2 separate regions of the Gossypium hirsutum genome follow, and region 1 is linked to region 2. Evidence: chromatin contacts called from public Hi-C data. All regions are on one chromosome and are shown on one strand. The core of a region is the stretch at or near the end of the contact, and the rest is flanking DNA. Distances in the headings are between cores, read along the strand shown.

The links. A called contact is a pair of places that touch in the nucleus more often than the background predicts.
Region 1: a Hi-C map of leaf shows a contact between it and region 2, with 1.9 times the contacts expected there. The contact joins the promoter of LOC107954678 here to the promoter of LOC107954683 in region 2. A contact is called at or near these places in 4 of 34 Hi-C or Micro-C datasets (hypocotyl and leaf).

What each region holds. Positions count from the first base shown.
Region 1 is chrD07:31,334,119-31,339,049 of Gossypium_hirsutum_v2.1, reverse strand. LOC107954678 reads left to right here and starts at 1,466. Exons shown (of 4, transcript XM_016890303.2): 1 at 1,466-2,155; 2 at 2,303-2,386; 3 at 2,865-2,958; 4 at 4,446-4,905. The coding sequence starts at 2,109. The coding sequence ends at 4,625.
Region 2 is chrD07:31,175,974-31,180,560 of Gossypium_hirsutum_v2.1, reverse strand. LOC107954683 (E3 ubiquitin-protein ligase RNF4) reads right to left here and starts at 1,491. Exons shown (of 5, transcript XM_016890311.2): 1 at 1,256-1,491; 2 at 242-603; 3 at 1-3. The coding sequence starts at 487. It overlaps LOC121219053, which reads left to right and starts at 3,498. Exons shown (of 5, transcript XM_041096532.1): 1 at 3,498-3,815.

The DNA of each region.
Region 1 (4,931 bases), core at 217-2,716, 160 kb before region 2:
TATTTATGAGTGGCATACCGCCACATCTAGGTGTGATTAGATGGATAGACTCTTATAGTCCTAATTGGTGTGGTTGGTGGGACCGAGATAGTGCGTAGCGTTGGGGTAGGATATGATATGATGTAACATGACATGAGTTACGATATAACAAGATATGAAACATGCTACAACATGATATGAAAACAAATATGATATGATATATGATATGCTCCAATATGAAATTTGATATGCTATGATACATTCTGTTATATATACTATAATACGCGGGCCAAATCACACACTGGGAGTTAAGCTCACGCATTTGTTTGTTTTGTTTCAAGTGATCCTCAGACATAGGATTTGATGATGAGTCTGGAGCTCGGATTTCACTCTTTTGGTTTAAGTATACATTGGACTCTCTTTTGTTTATATGGGCTTTTCAAACTTTTGGACATTTTAAATTGTTTAGGACGCTAAAAACTATTTTGGTATTTATTTTTGCAAAAGTTTTAACTTTTAACTATGCTTAAATCAATATAACTAAAAATGAACCACGATTATATGATCGATTTGCTATAATGCATCATGTTGCAAGATTTATTGAAATTCGCTAAGATGTTTTATCTTATAAACAAAGTTAGTAAATTAAATACGTTTTGGTAAAACTAACAAACATGATTTTCTTCAACGTTCTCATGGGTTTTCAAAGAATGGTACATCTTCAATGAGTTAATCAAACTTGATTTCTTGGGAGTTAAGAGTTTTTGCCAAAGTGAAGTAACGTTGTTTTCACGTTCAATGTAACCTCCACAATCTAACCATAACGTTTAGGCCGAGTTTGGGGCGTTACATCTACTCATTCAATTTTTCATCATTTCAATTTTCTTTCCACTTTATTAAGGTAAGCTTGAAGTCTTTATAATTTTATATAAAGTTTCCCCATTAAGTTTTAGCCATGTATTAATGCAACACTAAGAGCATGCTTGGTTGGTTGGAAAATTGGAGGGATGGGAGGAGAGAGTGGAAAAATGGAAAGAAAATCAATTTTCAGTGTGCTTAGTTGGAAAGAAAAATGAGAGGAAAGAAAATAAGAGAAATTACCATTTTTCATCTTAATCCATAAAAATTAATCCTTCCAAATTAGAATGATGAGAGGAGAGAAAATAAGGGAGTAATATGTATGTTAGTTTAAAATTATGCATTTTCCATATTTTTTTTTCCTTTTCTTTCATTTTTCAACTCTAGCAAGCAATGGATGGAAAGAATATTGCATTTTCTTTTTACTTTTTTTTATCTCTCCCACCAAGCACACCTATAAAAAGAAAAATTATATTTTCTATTATTGTGCTTGATTAAGAATTAAAGTGAGAGGAAAAAATAAAATAAATGATATTTTTTATTCTAATACATAAAAATTAATCATTCTAAGCTAGAATGATGAGAGGATAAAAAATGAGAGATATATATATTAATGCAAGGCATGTTTGGTTGGGAAGAAGAGGAATATATTACAACCCAATTTGATGGTTCCACCACTAAACATTAATTTGGTTGGTTGTAATGTCTATGGCGGCCTGCATTGAATCCATTCCTATTCTGGGAAGAGGCTGCATAGCCATTCCTTTCCCTCACCGCTGAATAGGCATTGAATAGGATTTTTTTTCCTTTTTAATTTTTGCCCTCACCTTTACCCTTCTCCTTCAACCCGATAGCCCTTCTCACCAGCTATAATCCCTCATTCTTTCTTCTTTTTCTTTTACTCACTCGATGCATGAAGAGAGAAAAAGAAAAATAGGGAATTTGTTGATAAAATGATGAGAAATATTTTTATGGAAGGGAAGGGAGGTTTGAAATGGGTAGTATTATTGGATTTTCTTTCGATATCGCCAACCACTGCTATTCGATACCATTGAAACGTCACTGCTTTCAGTTGGGATCCAAGTTTGTTGTTGTTGATATCTAGTCAATACAATCATGCTCGGCAACAGTAGAGTTCGCTTCTCCTTATGTGCACTTCTTCAATCGCACTTCATGACCATGATCCTTTGTTCTCAATTTTCTCTTGGGTCTCGCTCGCAGATCCACCACCACAACCAAAATTGATTTCCTAGCTTCTGTTTCTCTTCTCAATGGATTCCATTTCTCGCCTTGCTGTCGTCATCGACAATGGCACTGGGTATTGTTTATCTTCTCGTTTTTGTAATTGAACATTACCCTAAACTACATGCTCATTATTTGTTTGCTGAAATTACCCAATTATTTTAAACCCTCATTTTTTTTTTGTTATTATTCAACTAGTTCTTTTTTAAAAATTTGTTTGCAGAAGGCTGGAAAGAACGAGCATCACTTGTGGAAGAAAAGAGATTCAGCTGGCTCTGGACAAACGGCATTCAGTCTTGTTAGAATTGTAAGTTTAATTTGCTTATTTTTTCTATATTGGGTATAGTTTTTAGTTATAGTATGGATTTAGTATTTGAAGTTTAATTTCGATTTTTAATGATGTTTGTGTTGCATTTGTTTTGTGATTTCAATGTTACTGTATACCCACTGATTGAAATATGTTTTGTACTAATGTTGTTGGAGTTATTCTATTATTTACTAAGAACCCATTTTGTTGAAATTTTAAGAGTCGTTTTATTTTTCTATATAAATTAGGGTTATTGTTCCTTCTACAACCATGGAAGACTTTTGCTACTCATCAATAACACCATTTGCAGCTTGAACCAAACTTGCTTTATTCTGCGAGTGGCTACTTGAACCAAACTTACTTTATTCTAGGCATCACTTTTGATTACAATCAACTTCCTTTTTCGGGCTTAATTTATATGCAGTTTTAGTTGTAATGATTCTTAGGTTTGATTGACTGTATGATTAATTTGGTGCAGCAGATACAATATGCAAAGACAAAGTCAAATTGTATCGCCAAAAATGATGGAAGCTTTTTTCCCAGAGGAAAGAAGAAGAAGCAAGAAGAAAAAGGTGACAACCTTGCGTTTTAGTTCTTTGAGTTGCTATATGCATAATGCATAGTCCTTATTGACTTAAAGAAAATAGTTTCTCCTGTATTTCATTTTGTTATCGTGTGAATGTAATTATTGCAATTAATGTGTGTATATTTTTCATCATTAGTGTGTTGCCCTTTTGACCATAAGAAAAATAGGGGGTGTAACAGAAGATAGTTTTTAAATGCATGGTGCCTTTTTGGTTAGAAGTTAGAACTTGGATGTTTTAGTTTTCTTTTTTTTGTTTAATTACACATTTCTATATAACTACCTATTTGTTAATTTATGTGGGGATAACTGCCTTCACTGAAACATTGGGTTCTTGTTTAATGGTGCTATTCTAGGGCCAGATATTTTAACTTTTAGATTTACTTTTTGTAAAGAAAATTGCTAAAAAATTTAAAGGAAGACAAAGGACAAACAATCTATATAGAGTTACTTTTTTGGGGGGGAGGGGGCAGGGAACTTAAACTTTGCATCTTCCTCTGGTTTTCTCACACTGAAAGATTCATTGAATGATTATTTGGTGTGCTTCTACTGATTCAACCTATTTGTTCAAGATGCTATAACTTAAGTTGTGGCTGCCAACTTGGTTATGTTTAGTATTTTCTCGAGTTAAATTAGATTTCATGAAGTCACTGATACTCAGGTGACAAAGTGAATGTTGAGCAAAGGACAATGAGCTATGATGGGAACATAAGACACCCTTCTACTTGTATGTCTGGATTTTGATTCTTTTTAATTACATTTTGATTCCTTTATCAGTTAAAAAAATCTAAATATGTTGTAAAATCATAAAGATTGTATTTTCATGAGTGTTTTGACCAGTGTAGCTTTGGTCTAAGTTCTTGGGAAAGTCAAGGTTTTGTTTTGAATGTTATTTTTCTTCTCCTTTTGCTAAAGGGTTAGAGTTTAAACATCATTTACTGGTTAGTTGAGTTAAGTTGGTTTATTTGTCTTGTTTTTGGCTTGTTGATATCAGTCCATCAAACTTAACAGTAAAACATTGAGAAGCTTAATTTTAGTATTATAATTTTCTTTCCTTTTTGTGTTTTTGATTGGTTAGTGGATTTTCTTTCCATCTTGATTCGGAAAATTGTCAAATTGGAATAAATTTGATTGGTTTACCTTTTTAATGATTTTTGGAGTGTATTTTCTTGTGTAAGAAAAAGTGTGTTTTTCCTTAAAACTCCATGTAGGACAAAGAAAGAGCTGGAGATTAGTTAGGTATGGGCTGTATTTAGCTTGCTCCTCTTATCTATTTTCCTTATTGTATCCAATCCATATTATCTTACATCCCTGTCCAACATATTTATATAACTAGCTGCAAATTGCTCATGGTTGTAATTTTTAATCTTTTATGCATCTTTTCAATGTTGAATTGATTGTCCCCTGTTAAAAGTTGTGTGAATCCCTTTTGCTCCTAGAACTTTTGACTGAGTATGTTACATACATTTCAAATAGGATTCTTTTGCAAAACCTCAAGACTCTATTGCAAGAACTGACAGTGGATCACAGGCATTTAATGTTCCACAATTGGGATCCAAAACTGTTTCCAGATGTTTAAATTCATCACTGAAGCTTCTAATGAGCAATTGTTCTTTTTTACTCTTTAACTGTTTTCACAATGACATATGCATTTGAGTGTTTGAGGTTGGAGCAATGAATGATTGGAGCAACAGAGATAAAGATGGGGTTTGACCTTTAGGAAGTGAGCCAGGAGACTAAGAATAGGGTTTTTATTTTCTAATGAACCTTTTGTTTTTTTGTTTGTGATCTATTATTTTGGAAAATCCTTCATTTGTTAGAAGAAATGAAGAGAAGTCAAATCTTGGGTCTTTAGGGGTTATATCATTTGGTATAATTTGTTTAATCATTTCCTTTAAAACAATCATTAATGCAAAGTTGACTCATTAACATCACATTTTCCAATTCTATAATGTAGACAAA
Region 2 (4,587 bases), core at 242-2,741:
AGCCTGACATAAAACCCCAAGAAAATTAATAACAGTCTACATAATGCAAATGAATCCATAAAGACAAGTTTAATGTACAGTTAATGTGAAAACAAAATACTATTGAACAAGAACTGCATACCGCTGCGAATGCTATAGCGGAAGATTCAATTACATCACCATCATGCAAATGAATCCATAAAGACAAGTTTAATGTACAGTTAATGTGAAAACAAAATACTATTGAACAAGAACTGCATACCGCTGCGAATGCTATAGCGGAAGATTCAATTACATCATCATCAATAGCTTCAACATCAATAGCTTCAACATCAATAGTTGCAGATGGTGGAGGCTGTACGGGTTGAGTAGTCAGTTGCTCAGATCCAGCCTGCTGCGAAGTACCCTCCTGTTCCCTGATTTCAGTGGGAGGAACATTGAGATCCAGGAGTGCCTTCCTTCGTCGATACCCTCTAACAGAAGGCCCCCTCACTTCTATTGTGCTCATGTTCGGCTTAATATTTTTCCTAAGTGCTATTCAAATATGCAGCCTCAACAATACCTAAAAACAATCACCTTGAACTTCAACATCAAGTTTTCACTAAAACCAATAAATTCTTTCACCTGATTGAAGCACGAGAAAAATAACATTTGAAAAGTATAAGAAACTCACAAATACTTGATTCAATCTCGACAGTTACGAAAAAAACTCATGATTTAGAACTCAAAAAGATCCAGAAAATGAGCAGACAGACACTTAATTCTTCTAAACTCTTAATTTGAAAAAAATGAAAGAGTAATATGCAAATAGTAATTTGAATAATATTTTAGCAAAAAAGATATGTTTTTTTTCTTTCTCAAGCTTGCTTCCTTAATGATCCAAACAGCACCAAATGAGTGAACAACTGATTTCCATATTTCCAGCTTGATATTGTTGATTAAATTAATTTATTTAAAGAAGTACGGGATAATGAACAACCACTCGACATAAAATCATTTTTTTTTTAATTAGTCAACATTCGAACTAGAACCGATCGGCAGATAAAAACCCGCAACCAATCAATTATAATAAACTGATAATCAAATAAAAAATGAACTTTAAGAAATTTAATCAAATTTAATTTAAGAACACATCAAGATTAGAAAAAAAAATGTAATAAAAATATCTCAAATCTCAGCAATTGAACATCAACCAGATCACCGCATTGATTAAAACGAATTGAAAAAAGAATAAAAGAAATTAACAAGAGAAAGTATGAGAGATTTAAAAAAATACCTTGAAATCATGGAAAAATGGAATCAATTTTCGAATTCAAAAAATTCCCAAAAGAAAAAAAAAGAATAATTGGAAGGAAAAAGAAAATTAGGATTTGGAAGGGAGGGAGGGAGATGAGGGAAGGTGGAAAACCTTATGAAAATCTTGTGAATTTAGGGTTTTTAAACAGGCAAAAGAATTTAGTGCGAGGGAATGGAAAGGAACTGCTGGTCACAAACCAGGAAATCTTGGTTTCCACGTGGCTTGATCTCTCGAATTCTAATACCTGTCACGTGGTGACTCACATATGCACCACGTGGCTATTTTAAAAATTAGTTCATTTTTAAAAGTTAGATTCATGCTAGATTCTCATTCTTAGCAAGTGGCTTAATTATGTTTATGTGAAACCATGGAATAAAAATATAAAAATTTTATATTTTTTATACATTTATAATTTATTTCTTATTTTAATTTTTAGGAATTTAATTTTTATATTTTTTGAATTTAAAAATTTAATTTAGTTATTATGATTATTAAATTTTTTATTAAATTTATTAGAGTAAAATCTTAAAATTAAAAATATATATTCACTTGATAATTATGCAATAATAACCATAATGTTGAAAATAGTAACTAAAATTTTTTTCCTTAAAATTATTCATTTGAATTTGTCATGATAAAATATTCTTGGTTGTTGTTGTGTTCATAAGAAAAATTGACATCAACATTTGATTGACATAATTAACGATATTAACTGTTTAGCCTAACTAATTATATTATAAAATAAAGGAAGCAAATTATATAAAAAATTAAAGCATGTATATATTAAATCTCACATTTCAGTATAATATAGAGACTATTATCTTATAATGTAAAAAAGAAAACAAAGACAAACTCAAAAGAAATGGGAAGCCACTCTATCAATCTCTAAGAGTTTTAAGACATTTAAATTATATATAACAAAGTAATATTTTAATAAAAAATAAAAATATTAACTATTTTAATTAATTAATAATATTATAAAAATATAAAGATCAATTTGTGTTAGAATTAAAATATAAATATTAAATCACAAATTTAAGCATAACAAAAGAATTAAAATTTTAACCACTAATTTATGATGTAAAAAAAGTTTGAGAGTACCATGATGTGCCATGCGTCAATAGAAGGAGGATCATTTAGACCTTTTTATATCTATATTATTTGTAAAGAATTATAAAAGATTATGTTATTTGCAAAGTAAGATATATGATTTTGTCAGTGTTTTTATAAATAAAAATAAAAATTTAGGCTAAATAGGCTATATATACCAAAAAAAATTAATTGACTAAATAGGTCGATATTTTGAAAATTTAAGGAAATAGACCGTTTTTAGAGAATGTGTGAAAGTGCCTCCAACTGGATGCGCTTTCCCTTTAAATTGCATTTTTTTTTACTTTTTTTATATAATTAGCTTCTAGTTAGATGGTTAAATGTTAGTGGTTTTGTTCTTGAGTTTCGAGTTAGATTCTTTTTTCACTCACATTTGTATTTTTTATCTTACTTTATTCTTACTTTTCTTATTATTCTATTGTTCTTGTCTTCTAATTTGAATTTTTGAATTTATTAAAGAAAAAATTTATTACAAATTGTCGAAAGATTCGATTCGTTAGAATCCGATCCAAGAACAAGGATTATTAGTAAAAATAGAATTTTCGGGAGATATAGAAAGATGCAAAACTCTATATTTCTATTCTATTTTTTCTCTATTTAAATTATATATACATATGCAATGGAGGAAGATAAAATTTGTTTTATTTGTCTCTCTAAATTCGAATTTCATTTCACAAAAGAAAATTTTACTTTTTATCTTGTTGCTAGAGGTTTACTCATTAGTAATGTCAAACAATAATAATTATTCACATAACTTGTTTTTCGACAATTCCTTTTTTGTCACAAAGTCAAAGCCCATTACGCGGGTTTTGACTTTTTTGTTCAATTCCTTTTTTTAGTGAAATGGGATTTTCCTATCATGTCAATATTCATGCAAAAATATTAAAATAGATTTTTCTTTAAATCAGATTTGTGGTTACAAAACTACTATTCCAATAACCTTGAAATTGGGTCATTACAAGGACACTATACATATAACAAAAATTTCTTTTACCATTAGAATTACACCATGTTTGGTTAGATGTATTGGCATAGCCATTACACCCCTATTCTGTGGGCCCCACTTAATTCCACTTTAATCCTTTGTTTGGTTCACTGTATTAGCTAACACGGGTCTATTACATTACAGACCTAATCCCTAAAATTCACCGATTTCTAATCCCTTGTTTAGGTCATGCTTCACTTTTATACCCTGTTTTACCCTCCCTCCCGATCGACGCTTCCCCTTTCCGTCTTCTGTTTCTTCCTTCTAGCTTGCGGTTTCTGCAGATTTACTCCTTCTGTCTCTCTGTCACTCTTTCGCTTGGCCTTCTCAACCTTTTCAACACAATTTACGCTTGGCCTTCTCAACCTTTTCTTTTCTTTTTCTCTCTGTCACTCTTTCGCTTGCTCTCATTTGGTGGGTTTCCAAGTTTACTGCAACTGAAAGGTAAACCAATTTCTAACTCTCTTTTGCTCTCAAACTGCTTTAATGTTTGCAGCTCTAAATTTATACTTTGTTTTTTGGTTTAACTTAAATCTTTCTTTTTTGGTTCTGTAACTCTCTCCAGATTTTTTTTTCTTTTATTTTATATTCACTGTTTTTTCTTCACTCTCTCTGGATCTGTAAGCCCTCTCTCTCTCTCTCTTTCTCTCTTATTTTCAGTTTTCATACTTCCCGTTATGATTAACTTGCAAAAATCCTATCAATAATTTTTCAGGGTTTATTATTATTATCTTTTTTTTTGGAGATTAAGTTGTGTGGTAATTAAATGAAAACTTGATCAAGTGTCAAGGACTTAAAGATTTAATCTTTTTTGTTATTTAATTTTGGTCACAGATTCATTTCTCTGCTATTTTTTTTTCTTTGACTTTCATTGTTCATAATATTACTACTTCTTACATCATGGAGGATTTAGGTTGACCGGTTCGTTTGACTAGGAATGGTCGAAAAGAATTTCTTATTATGGATTCCATCTAGTGTTTTGGTTTAATATACTGGAATATGTTCATGTTTCTGAAAATCAATGAATAAGAGCCTATAGACCCAGATTTAGATACAGATTATTTTGTTCCCTTTTTTGTTACATATTTCCTGTTTAAATAGCTAAAGAGTGAAAAATGGAGATCCTATTGTTTGTTAGGCAGTTTTGAAATGGATGTCTACTTTCAAATATGACTCTGTTTGATATTGAATCCTCGACAAGCACAAATCCCCTTTT